Regions from separate parts of the Mus musculus genome. Here all the other regions are linked to region 2. The links are chromatin contacts, called in public HiChIP or PLAC-seq and Micro-C maps. All regions are on one chromosome and are shown on one strand. Each heading gives the region's core, a stretch centred on a gene start, on an enhancer-like site or on the middle of the called end of the contact. The rest is flanking DNA. Distances are from core to core; before and after follow the strand shown. Region 1 holds the start of Hmcn2 (hemicentin 2). Region 2 holds the start of Prdm12 (PR domain containing 12). Region 3 overlaps Hmcn2 (hemicentin 2).

What was found. Hi-C and Micro-C count contacts between places; a contact is called where the count stands out from the background. HiChIP or PLAC-seq counts read pairs in DNA pulled down with a chosen protein or histone mark.
Region 1: a Micro-C map of embryonic stem cells shows a contact between it and region 2, with 1.7 times the contacts expected there. The contact joins the promoter of Hmcn2 here to the promoter of Prdm12 in region 2. A contact is called at or near these places in 7 of 39 promoter capture datasets (the 3T3-L1 cell line, the HPC-7 cell line, embryonic stem cells and 3 more), 5 of 484 Hi-C or Micro-C datasets (the G1E-ER4 cell line, embryonic stem cells, pancreatic cancer cells and 1 more) and 1 of 9 other capture datasets (adipose tissue).
Region 3: an H3K27ac HiChIP or PLAC-seq map of embryonic stem cells shows a contact between it and region 2, with 8 read pairs. The contact joins the enhancer-like site here to the promoter of Prdm12 in region 2. A contact is called at or near these places in 2 of 39 promoter capture datasets (the 3T3-L1 cell line and liver), 5 of 484 Hi-C or Micro-C datasets (cerebellum, embryonic fibroblasts, embryonic stem cells and 2 more) and 2 of 115 datasets of contacts at active chromatin or transcription factors (bone marrow-derived macrophages and embryonic stem cells).

Annotation. Positions count from the first base shown.
Region 1 is chr2:31,311,035-31,315,981 of GRCm38.p6, forward strand. Hmcn2 (hemicentin 2) reads left to right here and starts at 3,298. Exons shown (of 98, transcript NM_001370902.1): 1 at 3,298-3,642. The coding sequence starts at 3,381.
Region 2 is chr2:31,638,333-31,642,859 of GRCm38.p6, forward strand. Prdm12 (PR domain containing 12) reads left to right here and starts at 1,705. Exons shown (of 5, transcript NM_001123362.1): 1 at 1,705-1,989; 2 at 3,871-4,061. The coding sequence starts at 1,767.
Region 3 is chr2:31,327,566-31,332,143 of GRCm38.p6, forward strand. The region is part of intron 1 of Hmcn2 (hemicentin 2); the gene reads left to right. Among named protein-coding and RNA genes, the nearest start is that of Hmcn2, 16 kb to the left of the region's middle. Within about 2 kb of position 2,891, at least 4 of the 459 cell types and tissues checked have an H3K27ac peak or open chromatin away from gene starts, as enhancers often do. A contact at or near this core is called in embryonic stem cells, where this site is marked.

The DNA of each region.
Region 1 (4,947 bases), core at 2,048-4,547, 330 kb before region 2:
CAAAACCAAAACAACAACAACAAAAAAGAAATGTGGACTCCCAGGAGCCTGGGCAAGTGGAGATGCAGGAATGGAGCTGGTTGCTCTGGCTTGCTTGTGTTGTACCTCTAGGCCACAGGTTTCCCCCATTAGCATTCTGTGGCCATGGTTGCATCCCTGGGGAAATCCCTAAGCAACTGGGACACCTGGGTTTGAGGCAGCCTCACTGCCAACCTGGGTGGGCAATGGGATGAGACCAAATGGGATGATGGCAGGTAGACAGCAAATGCCTGCCCGAGGGTCCCCTCCATGACATCTGAGGGAGGCCAGGCAGAGATTAGCTCTGAACTTTTCTTTTCCTCCTGTGTCTCTGAGGGACCCTGGTGGTCCTTGCAGAATGGCGGGGTGACAAGAAACATCTGCAGGCACCTCATTATTTCTTCTTTTATCTTCTTAGAATTTTCTCTTTAGATTTATTCATTATATTTCATGTATGAGTGCTTTGCTTGCATGTACGTGTGCACTATGTGCATGCTTGGAGATCATAAAGATTAAAAGAAAGCATTGGATTCCCTGGAATTGGAGTCATGGATGATTGTGAACCATGTGGGTGCTGGGCATCAAACCCAGGCCCTCCTCCTCAAGGGGAGCTGGGCTCTTAACCACTGAGCCATCTCTCCAGCCCATCTCTGTCTTAAAGAGAGCGCTTCGCTGAAGTTCATCAGGCAGTTTCAGAACTCAAATCTAAACCTGGGGAGGGTGACACATACCTGTAACACAGGGACCTATGAGGATGAGGAAGGAGAATCTGTGGGTTCAAAGCCAGCCTGCGCTACATCCCCTACCACAAAGCCACTAAGACTCAAGTCTGTGGTTCCCTCCATCCCTTGTATCAGCATAAAGAGAAGTTCCTTGCCATCTTTGGGTCTATCTCTGCCCCTACCTTCTGGGAGAGATTTATGGCTCCCCAGAATCTACAAGGTCTGTCTTCTGAACTTAGCTCCATGAGCTGCCTGAATGTTAGTAAGCCAGACCAGGTTGCCTCCCTGATTAACATTCTCCAATAGCTCCCAGGACCTTTAGGTAAACTCCAGATGGGTTGGTGAAGTCTTCCAGGTTTTCACCTTTGTCCCCTCCTCTGCCACCATCTCCTTCAGTCCGGTTGGGTGACCCACTGGCAGCCTCTTGCTCCCCTTGCCTTTGTGAATGCTGTTCCAATGCTGTCCCAGCTCTTCTGTGACCTTCCTCTCTTTCTCACCGGCTTCTCAGACTTGCTCCATGACCTTCTCTGACCTCTTAGGCTCAGTGATTCTTCCTCTGAGCTCCCAGAGCGCTGGGTCATTCTTCTGTTAACACTTATCTCACTAACTTAGAATTATTTGTTTACATGTCTCTCCTCCGGGTAGGGACCACACTCCTTTATCTTCCCATCCCCCTGTCCCATCAGCACCTCCTGGAGCACCTGACATACAGCTCAGCAAATGTTTGTAGACAGAATGACAAAAACTTCTGTCCTGGGTTCGCAATGTCACCATTTTTGCTGCTGATTGCTACTGTCTTTCTACAGCTGGGCCTCTCTTCTCACTCCAACAGCTGGCCCAGCCCTGCCCAGGCTCTGCGGGCAATTACAGCCTTCACCCAGGGAGGTTTAAAAAGTGAGTTTTTACAAGTGTAGGAGACTAAACCTCCCATTGAACTTGGCTGCAAATTCCACTTTCAAGCCTTGGGGTCATGGCTTCTGCCATATCCCAAGAGACAGACAGCTCTTGAAGATATTGCCCTTGGTCTCTGGCCTCATGTAGATTTGAGTCTCTGGGACATGTCCAGCCTGGCCCCTGCCTATGGCCAGGACTCAGTAACCCATCTCTGTACCCACTTCCCCTTACAGTTAACAGAGTCTTTGTTGGGCTCCCGTGTGTTCCAGGCTCTGGGTCTCCATTGTCTCAGAGCTCAATTGCAGTGGAAGGTCACACACCCAGGCACAGTCCCAGTGATACAGTTTAGTCAGAACTAGGATGAGGACACACAGGGTTGTGGATGCAGAACAGAGTGGTCCCAGCAGCCTCAAAGATGGAGGAACTGAGGCTGGTCCAAAGGAGAAGAGACAGTGTGGAGTGGCTTTGCTCCTGGCTGAGGTGTTTACAGAGGAAGGGTCAAGAGAGTGTCGCCTCTATAGCCCAGAGCTCTCAGCTATGTCCAGGGTTTCTCTGACTTCACCCAGGGTGTTGTACACAGAAAAGACCCTAAGAAATCAAACATGCTTGCCAAAGCTGCCCCCTCCAGTCAAGCAACATCTAATGAGTCACCACCCTGTGGTGGGGTGGACGCTAAGGCACACTCTTCACTCCAAGGGGCTCTTGGTCTGTAAGGACAGAAACCACTGGGAGTGTACCGCCTGGGAGAGTGAAGGGCTGCAACAGAATGGAGGGAAACACCTCTGGCCAGCCCAATGGTGAATGGAGCATTCTGCCCAGCCAATGATGAGTACCCCAACAGCCCAATGGCAGAGAGAGAGCACCCCCAACCTGATTGTGCAGAGGACATCCTCATTTGGCCCACTGGCAGAGGCAGCACCTCCCACCCAGCTGGCAGAGGAACCATCAAAGGATGGTTGAACCCAGCCCAGGCAGCCCCTAACAGGTGCCGCAGCCACTTCATATGCAATCCATGAGTCCGCTTGGACAGGTGACCAGAGGAGTGTGTGCCCAATCCTGTGGAGTCCCCATATGACCTGTAATGATGTCTTACAATACTCAGGGGAGACGGAAGAGCCTGAGGGACTTGGGGTCCTTCTATATTTGGCTTCAGATGCTGCCTACACCATTCAGTAATGGGCTCATCGCCGAGTCTTGCATCAAATACGTTTGGTCTTAGTATCTTCCCCAAGGATTACCGTAAGTTTCCAGACTTTATCTGTGGGATGCCGAGGCCATAGTGAACGCCAGGCTTAGGTTTGTTGATTTTGACAAGAATAATTACAATATTGGGGAGGCTCAGAACCACTGATAGAGGTAGCAGTGAGTGCAAAGCCTGTCTGAGCCAGGCTTGGATTGCTCCTGTGGCCTCTCCGCCCCCGCAGAAGGGCTTGCAGGTGTCCGCGGATTCCCGCACCCTCATCCCTCGCCCTTGGCCGTGGCCCCACCTCCCTCCTGCCTTCTGCCTTGCGTCCTCCTCTAACCTCGGGGCTGGACCAGAGAGCCGAGGGGCTGGGAAAGTTTGAGTCACGCCGCGGGGCGCGGGGGAGGGGTGCGAGAGGCGGGGTGGGCATTAGGGACCGCCTCGGGCTCCCACCAGGGGAACCCCGCCGCGCCCCTGTCCGGTGAACCCGCTAGAGCGAGACTGCACTGCCATCTCTCACTGCGACCTGCGGGTCCCATCAGGGCTGCAGCCTCCGGCTCACCATGACGCCTGGGGCGCAGCTCCTGCCGCTGCTCGTGGCGATCTCTACAGCAGTGGCGGCGGTGGTCACGTCTGACGCGCCCACGAAGACGCTGTCCCCCGCCACAGGAGACGCCACCCTAGCCTTCGTCTTCGATGTCACCGGCTCCATGTGGGATGACCTGATGCAGGTGATCGACGGCGCCTCGCGCATTCTGGAGCGCAGCCTGAGCAGCCGCAGCCGGGTCATCGCCAACTATGCGCTGGTGCCTTTCCACGACCCAGGTAGAGCCCCTCGCCGGCCGTTCTCAAGGTCTCCCCACCGCGCGGCTCTCGAGGTTCCCTCCTTCCCCCCAAGTCCTCGAGGTGTCATGCTTTGGTGTCCTGTCCTCTCCACCCCTCACCCCTGCTGCTCGTCCAGCCTTGCCTGGCGCACAGCAATAAGCAGAACCTTAGCATCTTCTGGCACATTTCCCTTGCCTGGCCACGCCCTCTCCTGCATCCCCAGGTTGGCACTGAGGTTACAAATTTCTAGCAGGCGACCAAAAGCTTCTGAGTCTCACCCTCTCCATTTGTGAAGTGGGAACATGTGTGGGGATGTTGGCAGTAGGTGCCAGGAACCTGTGAGGTTTTTGGTTCTCGATTTTATTTTGCCTGCCTGCCCTTTCTTCCTCCTTCCCTCTCTCTCCCCTTTCTCCTCCTTTCCTTCCCCTTTGTGAGGCAGATCTCCTGTAGCTCAGGCTGGTCTCCCAGTGTTCTGTGTAGTGGAGAATGACTCTGAACTTCTGATCCTCCGGCCTCAGCTTCTAGAGCGCTGGGATCGCAGACCTGCACTAACATAGCCCCTTTATCCGGTGCTGGGGATTGAACCTGGGGCCCATGCACACTAGGCAAGCTCTGTGCCGACTGCCTGTAAGATTTTAGGTGCTGTTTGTTTGTTTGTTTGTTTGTTTGTTTGTTTTAGAGTCCTCTCCCAGCTTGCATGTGAGAAGCCAGGACATGGCTTTCAGGGGGAACTGCAGCCCTTTGTGGAACCCCTGGCTGATAGTAACAGCCTGTTGCCGGTTCCCTTTTGCCTGCCTACTTCAGCAGAGTGAAATTTCCCAGCAAAGCATGGCTCCCTGACACCTGCTGATTCCCCGCTCCCCCCCCCCCCCCCGCAGTCACCCTGTTAGCTCAGGGTTGAATATGCTCCCCGAAGCCTCACCACCAAAAGTCCCCTGCACCCCGGGGAGAGATGTCCCCCACAGCCTCAACCCTAACTACTTTTCTCAACTTTTTTTAAAAATGAAAACATTTCTGCATTACACTGAAGTAGGAGAGAAGCAAGGATCTGAGCTCCTCTCTATGCCTGCCTTACTCCTGAGAGCTACAGTTTGCTGTTTGCTTCCATCTGCCCACATGTCTATCCAGGCTGGCTGTAAAGTCCCCCACTGCAAAGGCAGATTCCACACAGCACTGCCGGTTTGAGGAGACACACTGAGCCGATGGTAGGCTGTCAAGCCTCTCAGGGGTGTGCACATTTGTCAATCACAGAATCTTCCAGGGTCTTGACTCCCCATCCTCCAATCTTCTCTCCATGTTGCCTGA
Region 2 (4,527 bases), core at 455-2,954:
AGTGGAGCCCTAACACGGGAACTCACACAAACCAGCCTCCAGGGCTGCGGAACTTTCCTTTGCGTCACCTGAAATTGCAGCGGGAGTAGGGGAGGGGGCTCTGAGGACTTAGGCTGTTGAGTGAGGTGTGCCCAAAGCCGCTCCAACGTTTCTGGAGCTGAAGGTGTGGGGGCAGTCTTAAGGCTATCCAGGAGACTTCGGTGCACACAGGAAGCCGTGATCTTCCCGACTTAGCAACTGTTTCTGAAGAGGTGTGGAGCTGGCTCCCAGGTACCTTGGAAAGACTATACAGAATCCACTGGAGGAGGGGGAGAGCGGGAAGGGGGAAGGAAGGAAGAGAAAGGAGCCAGGAAAGAAAGAATCATCATTAAGAGACCAAAAAGAAAGAGGAACGTCTGGTGGCTTCCTAGGTTGAAATCCCAGTAGACTGATTCCAAAGCAGGGCCCAGCAGATGGCTTTGCCCTGGGCCGTCCGCAATTTCAGAGGCATTTTGGGTGTCTGCAATTCCCATCTTGCATTGCTCTAGGGTATTCCACAGATGTGAGTATCTGATGACCTTTCAATACTCCCCACCCCAACTTAGTACTCCTAGGGCTGGTAACCTTTCTATGGTAGGTGAGATCCAGCCCCGACGGCGACTCCTCAGCAGCCCTCTGTGCTGGTGACGGAAGTTTTACACTGGCTGTGCGCAGCGAGCAGAGCTCTTGGGGAGCCCGTTTAGGACGAAGCGCCCGCTTGGGTAGCGCTGCCAGCGCAAGAGATCTGCATCTCCCAAGCTGTCCGGGTTGCCACCGCAGCTTAAGGAGTGAAGCCTCTAAAGAGCAGAGGGTGTGGGACGAAGGAGAGGTGGGGATCGGACAGAGTACTGGGCTTGGTTAAGGAGATAGGCAAAGCACCGGCAGCTCTGGGAGTGGCCCGCAGAGCTAGGAAGGTGAAGGCCTAGCTTGGGATCCACAGTGATCAAGGATCTTGCTTAGCCCGGGTGAGCATGGGGACCCGCGGGGTTTGCAGCCATACGCCCCCTCTTTCTCAGTCTAGTCCCGGGAGTAAAGGCAAGCCTCGCTGCGCAGCATCCCCTACTTCAACACCCGTCCCCCCCCACCCCCCTTCCTCGCTCCGGGCCGCGAGTTGAGCCTCCCTCCCTGCCTGGAGCTTCCCACGGGGAGAAGAGGAGGAGGGGGAGGAGGAGGAAGGCTGGGGGGAGGGAGGAGCAGAGGGAGACTATTCTGAGCGGTCCGCACGCTGCCCCCGCCCCTCGCGCTGTCGGTGAAGGCTCCTTCGAGCCTGGCCGGGTACAAGTCTGTCCTTCGACGTCAGGGGGTCATTAATAACCAATTAGGAGGGTCACTGCAGCTCCTATAAAAGAGCTGAGATTTTGCTAAGGGGAGGACGGTCCTGGCTGGGTGTATAGAAGGCTAGTGGGAAACCGAGAGTCCTTGGTCGTTGTCTCTCTACAGCCACCCGCCGCCCACCCTTCCCGCACCCCTCCTGGTATCCACCCTTGTCTCCACCCGCGGACTTCCAGCCCTCCGTGCTGCCTCTGCCATCTCTGCAGATTTTGTGAATCTCCGGTTTGGCTCCCTGTCTTCCCAGCCATCTCTTGCCACGCACTCCCCAGTGCACCCTCCTCCTGCTCCTCTTCCTCCTCCTCCCTCGTGTTGTGTCACCCTCCTCTCCTTTCATTCCTTTGACCCCTCTTCGTTGCCCACCTCTCCGGAGTCCACCTAGCCGTCCTTCGGCGCCCGCGGCGAGCCCTCCGCCGCCCATGATGGGCTCTGTGCTCCCAGCTGAGGCCCTGGTGCTCAAAACAGGGCTGAAGGCTCCGGGGTTGGCGCTGGCAGAGGTCATCACCTCCGACATCCTGCACAGTTTCTTATATGGCCGATGGCGCAACGTGCTAGGCGAACAGCTGCTGGAAGACAAGAGCCACCACGCCAGCCCAAAAACGGCCTTCACGGCCGAGGTCCTGGCGCAGTCCTTCTCAGGAGGTGAGTGTGCCGTCGGGGCTCCACTCCTTCGCTCTTCCTGGCTACCCCCAATTCTCAGGTTAGCGGCACGGGTCCAGATGGGGAACACAGGGGCTGGGGCTGCCGCTCCCAGCCAGGATGCGCTCTCCCTAATCAGCGCACCTCAGTTTTTTCGTGGGTCCAACCTGGGTTGCAACGGCCTCATGGAAGCAGAGAAGAGGCATGTAGGAATGCAGGAGGCTCAGGGACCAGATCCCAACGACCGGAGCGACTTACCTCGGTCAGCCCGGGCTCTCCTGTGTCGTCTCTCCCCACCCCATCCTCCAGCCTGGAGCTGGCGGTTTCCTGGCATTAAAAGCCTTACTGGGCGTGTAATAGCAGTTGACTCAAAAAGAAGGGGTTTTAAATTCATTTGGTTAACTTGGGCTTGACCCGCGAAAGTTCCCACTTAAACCACAAACTTTAAAAGACAGCCGGGGCCGGGAAGGGGCGGAGGGCGGGCAGGCCGGAGAGAAAAAGCCGCAGAGAGCGAGGGAGAGAAAGAGAGCGAAGAAAGTTTCTTTTCTTTAAGATGTCTCAAGTTCTTATTCCTCATTCGTCACCCCGCAAACAATATCTTTCCCCAGCGCTGGCGTCTCTGAGCGACGCCCTCTCTTCCCCTTTAAGATCGCTGTTCCTCTCTTAATTTACCGTGAAGACTAATTCCACTTCCATTCACGCTATGTCAACCATCTAATCCTGCCTTTTTGTAAGGGGAATTCCTCGGCCCCTTTTAAACAAGTCCCCTCCGCATTGAGATACAATTTACTGCTACAGCTTTCTTCCAGGGCTAATGAATTTAGAATTAGCAATTTCTTTCGAATGGAACCGAATGAATGCGATCACTTTAACAGCGTGACAAATTGCCGGCCGCTCCGCAATGGACACCGTTTAACCCCCCCTTTCAGCCGGCCGGCTCGCCGGGTATTTTCCCAGGTAGCTTAGAGGGGAACCTTGTAAGACATGGAGGCCGCCCCTGTGTGCCTCAACGCTCCCACCCCTGCCGCAGAGGCCCCACCGGGGATCCTCTCGGGGTTAGGGACCGCTGGTTCTTCCTCGCCCATTAAAACGACTTCAGAGCTCGCCTGATCCGGGTGCCGCCCTTTCTGGCACTCTAGAACTTGGGAGGAGAGAGGTATACTGGCGTGCCAGGGAAGATCACGGGGGAGGGGTGTGTGTGTGTGTGTGTGTGTGTGTGTGTGTGTGTGTGTGTGTGTGTTGCCTCAGAGTTTAGTGAGTAGAAGCAAGTGTTTCTTTTGCGCGGGTGCCACCTTTCAAACTAGGGATCTGTCCCCAGTGCTGATCGAGTCCAGGAGACACGCAGTGAACTCAGAGTCACCGGCTGAAGAGCTAGGAACAAGACTTAGTGTCCCGGGTTGGACGATACCTCTTCACCAGACCCGGCCTCAGTTTCCCTGTCTGTAAACACAAAGTGGTTTCAGTAGTTCCTAAGTTTTTCCGCGATGGAAGACCGGTGAAGGTTGTGGATGTTTGGAGAATTTGTGGAAAGACTTTTAAATGAGCTCTAAAAGCTGGTGATGTAGCTCGGCGGTGGCGGAGCGTTTCATGCGCAAGGGTTTAGGTTCGATCCCCAGTAACTCTCCGCCCACAAGAAAAATAAAAGAACCATCATGCACCGCTTGCGTTTAGAGGGCACCGAGGGTCCTGGGTTGTAAAATGAGGTTGAACCTCTGCAAGTAGGCCTACAAAGCGCCATTGGAGAGATTTGCCACTGGAGAGAGTTGGGGCTGCTTGTGCTCGCAGGCGCGAAGCAGGGCAAGAAGCAGGGCAAGAGCGCATCCGGGATGGGAAGGGCAGGGCCATCTCTGCGCAGATATGACCGCCTTCCTCTAATCCTCGCAGAGGTGCAGAAGCTATCTAGCCTGGTGCTGCCGGTGGAAGTGATTATCGCTCAGAGTTCCATCCCAGGCGAGGGCCTTGGCATCTTCTCCAAGACGTGGATCAAGGCAGGCACGGAGATGGGCCCCTTCACTGGCCGCGTCATTGCCCCAGAGCATGTGGATATCTGCAAAAACAACAACCTCATGTGGGAGGTAGGCGGGAGCTTTGGAAAGGGATTCCAGTTGGCAGGTGGGTTGTATCCACTGGCGGCAGAAAGGAACTCTGTCTGGCCCCTGCCAGAGCTTCAGTTCTCCCTAGGAGCTGTAGATGCTGGAGTTTGTACATTCCCTGGGAGTAAGACTCCCAAGGCCTGGAGCTTTCTCTGCCAAAGGTTCTTTCTCTTTTACCTGTTTTGGGAAATGTCCGAGTGCTCTTGTTTCCAAGTCTCCCAAGCAAGGCGTTAGCCATACTTGTACCACCTCGCTGAGATCCAGAGGAGTCCTGATGCACACAGGCTGGGAAGAAGTCATCGCAACTCACATTCTTCCCCTGGCTTTAGAGGCAAAGAGAGTTGGTCTCTGAGGGTGGCCTATGGTGAAGTGTGGCTGGAATGGAGGATAGCAGAAGCTGAGTGTTTCTTAAGAATATGTTTCTCGATCCCAGGCCTGATGGCATCCA
Region 3 (4,578 bases), core at 1,641-4,140, 310 kb before region 2:
TTTTAAGACAGGGTCTTGTGTAGCCCAGGTTGGCCTCAAACTCCCTTTATAGTGGAGGAATCTCAGACCCCTGCCTCCTCCAGCTCCCAAGTGCTGGGAATACAGAGCCAGGTCACCACTCCAGTTTAACATGGTTCTGAGAACCAAACTCTAAGGCTTTGTGCAGGTTAGGCCAGGGCTCTAGCTGCTGGGTGGCACCCTCAGCCCTATCATGGGAAGGGTTTTTTGTTTTGTTTTGTTTTGTTTTCCTGTTTGCTTGTTTTTTGTTTTGCTTCTCATTTGAGTTTTTCTTCTGGTTCAGTTTGTTGTGCCTTTTGGTTTGAGGTGTTAGAAATAAAAAACCATCCTCTGCATAATGATTTCAAACCAAAACAGAAACCCCCAAACAGCTGGGCAGAGGTGGCGCACGCCTTTAGTCCCAGCACTTGGGAGGCAGAGGCAAGCAGATTTCTGAGTTCAAGGTCAGCCTGGTCTACAGAGTGAGTTCCAGGACAGCCAGGGATACACAGAGAAACCCTGTCTCGAAAAAGCCATAAAAAAAAAAAAGAAAAGAAAAAAGAGAAACCCCCAAACAAACATACTTCAAGTCAAGAGCCAGGCTCAGGCTAACGCTCCATGCTTGAATGTGTGTTTGGTGCATGCAAAGCTCTGGGTCTGACTCCCCAGCATCAAATGACAATTGAAAAACAATTGATCAAGGGACAACCAGTAGCCACCAAAAGAATCAAACTGTAAATGACACAGAACTAGAAATGAGACTGGATGCTGTGGCCACCACCTTTCATGACTCTGCACCCGGCAGAGGAGTGACAAGGGCCAGAGCCTGTGCATACTGGGCGTTACCCTGGGAGACACCATCAAAGCTGTGTTCAAAGAGAAAATTCGAAGGCCTAGGGAGCAGGCTCAGTAGTAACGTGCTGGCTGCACAGAGAGGATCTGAGTCCAGACACCCAGTACACATGTGTCTCAGAACCCCAGCACGGGAGAGGTGGAGACAGGAGGATTGCTGGGGCTCCTTTGGCCAGCCAGTCTAGCCCAATCAGCAGCTCCAGGTTCAAGGGGGGAGTTTGTCCCTAAAAATAAGGTAGATGGAGACCAAGGAAGATATCCAACATCAACCTTTGGCCTACACACACAGACATACCCACATACACACACACACACACACACACACACACACACACAGACATACCTACACACACACACATGTACCCACACCTGCAAACACATGAGCACCTGTGCATGCACACACATGCACACACACACACACACACACACACAGAGACACACCTACATACACACACATGTACCCACACCTGCAAACACATGAGCACCTGTGCATGCACACACATGCACACATACACACACACACGTCTTCAGTTAAAAAAAAAATCCAGAAGGTAATAAATGTATAAAAACAAACTGTTGCCCAACATTTCAGAAATACAGGTTTTTCAAAATGAAATGTGACGGATAAAAATATCCTGAACAAAATGATAACACGTGAGAATGAACGCAGTTAGAACCGGTCTTAAAAGAACTGGAGGAACTTGTCGGGAAATCTAGAGCCTGCTGAGGGCAGCATGTCAGGAGAAGCAGGAGCAGGTCTTGGGGAGCATCAAATTCCTTCAAATGACAATTACAACTGAACTGGAAAGAAAACAAAATTCTGAGCAAAATCACAGTCAATTTTGAGAAGATTTTAATTTTTATTGTGTTATTCAAGTCTTTATTATTATTTTAATTAATTAATTTTTGTGGCAGAATCTTACTATGTAGAAATGGTTGCCCTGGAATTTGCTATGTAGACCAGGTTGGCCTCGAACTCACAGAGATCTACTTGCCTCCACCTCCTAAGCTCTAGTGTGGATCACCTGGCTTTTATTTTTCTCTCTCTCCAGACAGAGAGAGAGAGAGAGGGAGGGAGGCTATGGGACTCAAGTGCTACTTGATCATGGGGAAGGAAAGATCTGGGAAGAGTCCTTACCCAGAGGATGAGAGATTGTTACAGATGAAGTCTGAGGCCCAGCTCCAGGCCTGACTATTCCCACTGGGACCAACAGGGCCAGACAAGGGGCCAGCGAAGCACCTGGACTGTTTAACACTGCATGCCCTACACATACCCCAGAGACTTCACTTCCATGCAGAGAAGATGCTCCCCCTGTAGAGGGGTGAGCCTGGGCCAGGCTTCTGGGACTCACACGCAGGAGGGTGGCTGAGGGGAGTCAAGGTCACAGGCTTAATCGTTCCCACGGCCAGCATGCCCAGCTTTTAGGGGCTGCACGCTACATCTGCCCAGCTGTTTGGCAAATGTCCTTCTTCAGTCACGAACCTCCCTCCCCTCCAGGAGCAATGAGGCCCAGGGAATGAGCACAGAGCATCTGCAGCCTCCAGCTTGGTTGACAGCTTGGAGCTGGGGTCAGAATGACCTAAATTCCAGCTCCATCTCTACTGATCCCTGCTCGTAATTCCTTGGTCAGGTCGCTTTGTCTCCCTGTCTTACACGCGTTCGCGACCGGCCAGGAAAGACGCAGCAAACCAGAATCTTCTGCGGCAAAACTTTATTGCTTACATCTTCAGGAGCAAGAGTGCAAGAGAGAGAATGGCGAAACCCCGTCCCTTTTAAAGGAGAATTATCCTCCGCCTAGGAAGTGTCACTCCCTGATTGGCTGCAGCCCGTCGGCCGAGTTGTCGTCACGGGGAAGGCAGAGCACATGGAGTGAAGAACTACCCTTGGCACATGCGCAGATTATTTGTTTACCACTTAGAACACAGGATGTCAGCGCCATCTTGCAACGGCGAATGTGAGGGCGGCTTCCCACATCCCTGGACTCCATAGTAGACTTTATTGTGCTAGGGGTGTGACTCAGTGGCTTTCCCAGCACGCACAAAGCCTGGGGTTCCACCCAGCACTGCAAAGACTGAGTGAGATGGTGCTCACCTGTATTCTAGCAACTCAGGAAGTGGAAACTGCAAGTTCAAGAGTTCAAGGTCATCCTTAGCTATATAAAGAGTTCTAGGGTGGCCTGGGCTACATGAGACTTTGTCTAAAAAAAAAAAAAATCCCACCTCTGACAACAATAGACCTATGCCTGTCAACACCATTGCTGTGGCCTGTATCCCACCCCAAAGCTAAGTTATGGAAACTTTAGATCTCCCATGTGGTAATTTGGAGCCAAGGGAAGGGGTTTAGGTCATGAGATGGCACCCTCAGGAACCAGTTGATGGTGTTCATTTGTCATCCCCCTCACCTCTGACTGAGTTAGTTCTCCTGAGATGCCCCCCAAGCCCCTTGCCCCAGAGTGCTCGATTCCCTTCTGCCCTATGATGTTCCTAGAGTCCCCAGTAGATGCTGCAGTACAGTCTTGGACCCATTAGCCTCCAGGACTGTGAGCAGAAATAAACCTTTCCTCTTGATAAATTAGCTAGTGTCGAGTATTCTATGACAGCAGCAGAAAAAAACAAACTAACACAAACCAGCACTTGCGGCCACAGCTGGAGACAGACACACTGTGTCGGGAAGGGCTCACACAGTCACACAAGCAGAGCCACTGGGATTTTTCTTGTTGTTCAGAGCCAGCCGTTCCAGACAAGAGAAACTAGGAAGAAGAAGAGAGCCAGTAATCTCTCCTATGGGTAAACTCCCACAGAGACAAGCCTGCTGTCCTGCTCTGCTGGGAGCTGGGTGTGAGAGGCGCTAGCCTACCAGTGAGGGCATGGGCAGTCATCACTGAAGACAACAAGCATCTCTGAGTCCTCAAACAGTTGATGGGTGATCCCTGAGCACTCAGACCCTTCCTAGTGTCATAGGAGCTGATATTGCTCTGGGATTGAGGACCAGGAAAGGCAGTGACCTGTCTACCAAGATGTATGCGTATGTATGGGACCAGAGGAGGTCAGACAAGAAGGTAGCTGCTTTGGGGTGACATGGTCTCCCAGAGGCACCTCCCTCTCACAGGACGGACTTTCCCAGGATCTGGGTGGTGAGAGGCTGAGCCTTAGACATTGGGTTCAGGGAGCTCACCCTCCAACCCAGGACTGCCAAGATTATCCTAACCATGTTCGAATAAACCATGGGGTGGCTCATAACTGTAATTCCAGCTTTAGGGGATCTGATGTCCTATTAGGCTTCTGCAGGCACTTAAACAGGTGGCAAACATATGTATGCACACACAGGCATACACACACACACACACACACACACACACACACACACACACACACACACACAGAGGCATACATATACATATATAAAAATAAGTCTTTAAATGAACTGAGGTGAGGAGATGGCTCAGTAGGTAGAAGTGCTTGTTCAAGTGTGAGTTCTGGAGTCCAGATCCGAAGCAGCCAGGTAAATGTCGGGGGAAAGCATGGTGGTCCACCTCAGTCCCAGTGCACAGGAGACAGAGATGGGATCCTCAAGCTAGCTGGCTGGATTGGCTGAGTAAGAGAGCTCTGAGCTCAACAGGGAAATTCTATCTCCATGTATACAGTAGAGAGCGATTGAGGAAGCCACCTGATGTTAACTTCTGGCCTGGATACATACATACATGTGAATACACACACACACACACACAC